2 separate regions of the Gossypium hirsutum genome follow, and region 1 is linked to region 2. A link is a contact called in public Hi-C data. All regions are on one chromosome and are shown on one strand. The core of a region is the stretch at or near the end of the contact, and the rest is flanking DNA. Distances in the headings are between cores, read along the strand shown. Region 1 holds the start of LOC107923989 (squamosa promoter-binding-like protein 8). Region 2 has its middle 13 kb from the start of LOC107938667.

Evidence for each region. A called contact is a pair of places that touch in the nucleus more often than the background predicts.
Region 1: a Hi-C map of leaf shows a contact between it and region 2, with 2.0 times the contacts expected there. The contact joins the promoter of LOC107923989 here to the enhancer-like site in region 2. A contact is called at or near these places in 2 of 34 Hi-C or Micro-C datasets (callus and leaf).

Annotation. Positions count from the first base shown.
Region 1 is chrA12:77,216,287-77,218,986 of Gossypium_hirsutum_v2.1, reverse strand. LOC107923989 (squamosa promoter-binding-like protein 8) reads left to right here and starts at 1,442. Exons shown (of 3, transcript XM_016854232.2): 1 at 1,442-2,363. The coding sequence starts at 1,720.
Region 2 is chrA12:77,039,596-77,042,295 of Gossypium_hirsutum_v2.1, reverse strand. No RefSeq gene overlaps it. Among protein-coding and RNA genes, the nearest start is that of LOC107938667, 13 kb to the right of the region's middle. Within about 2 kb of position 1,430, at least 3 of the 9 cell types and tissues checked have an H3K27ac peak or open chromatin away from gene starts, as enhancers often do. A contact at or near this core is called in leaf, where this site is marked.

The DNA of each region.
Region 1 (2,700 bases), core at 193-2,692, 180 kb before region 2:
TTTTTCATAAAATAACTTTGAACGTTACGAATATACGAATCAAAATCTCAATAATTTTTTTCTCTGATTTTTGGCAGTGATTATCAAATCGACTTGAATCTACAATATATTCTACTTATCTAAACTACTAATTTAATATATCAATTGTCAAATATCGCTAAGGTTAAGTAGAGAAATTTTTTAAATTTTTAAATAATAATTTACCCAAGAAAGGAAAATGATTATACATTTCTGGTAAGTCTGAGTATGATCAAACAAACAACACGAAAGAAAGTGGGACCAGACGTTTTAACTTTTGAAGTGCATTAACGCTTTGGCGTTTACCACTCCAAGAAAAGGAAACCGACCACACGGTTATTTTAACTTTAAACTCAAAACCAAAAGAAATACCCTCATTTTTCCTAACTAGTTGGACTAGGAAACCAAACACACATTCAGCCAAACCCCCTACTTAAATTCTGCTATAAGTACCTATATTTTATAAAAATTATGGATATAGTTTCTATATTTTTTTAGGTTTTGAAATTTTAATCTTGATTTAAACTGTAACAATTAAATCTGTTTGGTAAAATTCAGTTACCAGTAGATATGCCTATTTTTCTTAACTAGTTGGACTAGAAAACCAAACACACATTCTGCCAAACCCTTGTACTTATATTTTGCTATAAGTCCCTATACTTTATGAAAATTGTAGATTTAGTTTCTATATTTTTTTGGTTTTTAAATTTTAGTTTTGACTCAAATTGTAGCAATTAAATCTATTTGGTTAAATTCAATTACTAGTCTTGTACCATGCATATAATTGTAGATTTAGACTACATTCTCCAATTAGATTATGCTAAGTCCCTATACTTTTCGAATTTTAAAATTTTAATCTTGACGCAAAATGACAATCATTAACCCATTAATTAGATAACTTAGTGAGTAATATGTGGAAATGAAAAGCTGACATGGAATTACAAGTATTATAATATGTTTGTCGTATCAAATTTAAGAAATAGCAAAACTTAACTTAAAAAATTTAACAATAGTTGTTTGGCGAGGATTGAAATTTTAAAATTAAAAAATATAAAAACTAAAAATGACCAAATTAAAGTATAGTATAGGTACTAAGAGCGAAATTTAACCTTACAACTGTTAACACCATTAATTTATTTTAGTTAAATTAAAATTTATTACAATGTCATTTTTCTAGTTACATGGCTACTAAATAAGTAAAATTATTATTTTTTTATTTCAAAATATCACAGCAGTAACAGTGAGGCCTAAAATTTGAAATTTCCAAAGTAAATAGACTAAATCCAAAAATTTTTCAAAGTAAAGGAACTAATAACAAAATTGATCCTTTTTGTTTACACGGAATTTCATTGCACAGTTCTTCCATTGTGTCCCCACACGAAACACATAGCCATATCACCATCATTCACCAAAGGTTAAACACGTAATTTCCTCCTCAGAAAAACTAATCAATCACAGACACAAAGCCGCCTTCCTAACACAGTTTCTTCCTTACAGACACTGTGAGAAAGAAAGGCAGAAAAACGAAACTAAACCCAAACTTGGCTTTTTTTTCAGACAAACAGACATAAAGGCGATCACTTTAAAAAAAAGAGTGAAACTTCATCCTTGGGAATATCAAGCTTCAGTTAGGGTTTCTCAAAAAACTTAGCTTCTTTTTTTCAGAAGAAAACGACGGCGTAGCTTCGCCGAAGTAACAAAATGTTGGAATACGAATGGGGAAATCCGACGGCTATGATTTTAACCGGCGAAGAAGCGGATCAAGAACCCGACCCGACCCGTCAGATTCTCGAACACTACGGTGCTAACACTGCGACCCATCATCATCATCAAGCTGGTTTCAATGAAACCCTTTTTCCTCATCAACAAAGTGCTGCTTTTGTTCCTTTCCAAGCTCAAACTCAACATGGTTACTTACACTCCATGTACGACCCACGCGCTTACACCGGCGCGTCTGCTTACACTACTCCCCATCCTTCGTCGTTGTTGTCTCTCGATCCTGTTTCCGGTACCGGAGGGAATGGAGGAGGGGGTTACTTTTTAGTTCCTAAGACTGAAGAAGTTTCTAGACCGGTTGATTTCACGGCAAGGATCGGTTTAAACTTGGGTGGCCGGACGTATTTTTCTTCAGCTGAGGATGATTTCGTGAACCGGCTTTACCGGAGATCGAGACCCGGTGAACCCGGTTCGACTAACTCCCCTAGATGCCAAGCTGAAGGTTGTAATGCTGATCTTACGCACGCTAAACACTACCATCGCCGTCATAAAGTCTGTGAGTTCCATTCAAAGGCCTCCACCGTCATTGCCACCGGTTTAACCCAACGGTTCTGCCAGCAATGCAGCAGGTTTAGAAAATTTACCAAAATGCCATTCCCTTCTTCTTTTTTACAATAATCATAGGATGTTCGTTAAGCTCTCTGGAGTTGGAGGGAGGAGATAGTGATGTATGTTCGGAAATGACGGAGATGCCCTTGTGGATGTCTATGATAGCCAATGATTGGGTTTATCCGTACATAGGATGATCCCGAGGGTATATCTGTCCGTAAAAAGCTCCCTGCTTCTTTTTTTCCATTTACGTACTCGTTTTATTTGTTTACTTATTATAGTAGTATTACATTTAATCGTTTTAAAATACGAAAACACCCTCCCCATGCATTCGTATTTTCACTCTCTACCACTTCC
Region 2 (2,700 bases), core at 181-2,680:
TTTCAAACAAATATTGACAAATGATGCTGTGGAGAAATAAAAGTTGAGAGACAATTAAATGCCCGAAGGAGAAAGTGAAACCAACTACAAAGTCATTCCTTTCATCATTTACCCTATTGGGAAATGGTAAACAAAATTTTCACTGATCAAACTGTGTCTACACAGTCATTTGTCAAGTCCAGGAATGGGAAAGTTTTTCTAAGGCTTTATACCAGTTTTATCTGTCTTGGATTTATTTAGAAAGTTAAAATATTGCCTCCTACAACCTGACACTGATATTTTGATTCCCACTTGTCAGTTGAGTCAGAGTAATAAGTAATTCAGCAGTGAAGTGTTGGGTTGTTTTTTAATAAAAGTCATTTGGATTAAATATTGTAATATGAAATAAAAAAATTAAATATTTATTTAAAAAGACTTTAAAATTTAAAGATTTTTTAATGAAATTATCAATTTATTTTTTATTTCATGATATCGTATTTAAAATTAAGATTTTATCTTCTTAAAAATACTTTTTAATAATAGTAAATATTGTCAAACACAAAAGTCACATTTTTAAATTTTTTTTTACAATCTTTTTCAACCTCAATAGTAAATTAACCCTTACTAACCTCTATTGAGATAATTTTCATTTTTACTACTTTCATTATTAAACCTTTCAAACTCTTAAATCGAAAAAAAAAAAAAGGCATAAGCACATTTATACTTACATCTTTTTAATTGTTGTAATAGAAATGGTACTAATTTAATTAAAACTCAATCAACTAATTACTTAATTATTGTTTAATATAAAATAAGTTTTATTGAGCGAGATCAGCTCCTACGGAAGAAGTTTTCAAAGTACTTTCGTCAAGTAGCTGATTAAACTCCCAACAATCAAAAGTATTATCCCTGTTTCAGAGTTTTCCTCTAATACTCTATCGAGAGCCAATGCGTCGTGAGCAGTTCTTCTTAAGGCTTGATTTATAAAGCCAAGAGCACCTCAACCATACATAAGCGTAGGATCAAATCACCTAGGGGATGTAAGCGTCTCACCCTTGGTGGGATCCAAACTCTTTATTTATAACATACAAGTCATTTGTTGAGGAAAATGTTTCATTTAAAGATTTGATCAGTTATCCTGTGAACGACACTTGAAAGACTTCTTTCGAATGTGTCAACCTACCCTCGATAAGTCTAATATATTTGATTAATCAATATAAGTATTATTTGAATAATTGACTTGTTTTTAATATAAATTTAGTTGATTATTTAATATAAGAATGGTTTTTATTTCTTTTTACAGTCATTAATTAAACTGTTGGGTTCCTTTTCTGTCAGGTACTGTAATTAAGATTTGTATAAGCTAAGGCCATAAAGGAAAGCATAGAGGGGGGTATCCAAAGTAATGGGGACCCCAAAACAATAAATGACCTCTATATTCAACCACGTGAACGGCTAGGATGTGAGTTGCAGGCCATGGAAGGAAAAGAAAGGCAGTGGTGAGAGAGAAAGTGGAACCTGCAACTCTAACTTTGTACTTGCTTATCTGGGTGTTTGCCACGTGTAATTGACAACTTGATTGAGGATCCAATATAAATTATTATTATTATTACAAATTCCATATCCCCCTCGTACTTAAAACAGAGTTGGGGGAAACTGATAATAAACATAGGCAATGTCTGATACTATTGTTTCCTTTAATGAAACCCAAACGATAAGAAGCAAAAAAATAAAAAAGGAGAGGATCAATTTTTTTTGGATGTCATAAGAGGGGACCATTTTCAATAATCTTAGTTTTGTCAATCAAAATTTTGATCTTAAATCTATCAAATGAATACTCTTTTATTTGTAAAGAATTGGGTAAATGTATTAGGGGGTTCGTTATTAAGAGTTTATCTTTTTTATTAAAAAATAAATAAATTTTTCATTCTACAATAGAAATTTATCTTTATACGATTCATTAAAAAATAAATTAGTTATTTTTATTAAAAATTTTATCAATTTTTATTATTAAAAACTAACACAACTCATAGAATAAATAGATATTTATACATGACGTGTCACATATACCTCATTATGACATACAATGACTATTTTTTGATGGGAAAGGATTCTATGAAATAGAAACGCTACGTCATCTGTATCTCTTTTCTAATAGTTTTATGCCACATCAGCATTTTCATCTTAAAAAAAATCAAATCTAAATTAAAATCCTTAAATTCAGGATAAAATTACTGATATGGCATAAAACTATTGAAAATAAATAATATTCTTGTTTCATACAATCCATTCTCTTTTTTAATAATAGAAATGAATAAAATTTATAACAAAATGACCAATTTACTTTTTAATCAAATGTGCAAGTACTAATTTATTGCTTTTTATTAGAGTGGATAAAATGTAATTCCACTCCTAATACTGGTAGTAGAGGTGAGAATGGGCTGGGTCGGGCCGGGCTCAACTAAAATTTTAGGCTCGTTTGCTAAGCTCGGGCCCGGCCATAAAAATGGGCCTAAAATTTTACCCAAGCCCGACCTGGATAAAAATACTAAAACCCGAGCCCGACCCAGCCCACCATATTAATTTTTATATTATTTTTTATATAATTTAAAATATATATAATGCATCAAAAATACTAAAAATATCAAAATAAATATTTTTCAACAAACTGAAAATAAATTTTAAAAAATATATATACTTTAATAACACTAAAATAGATGC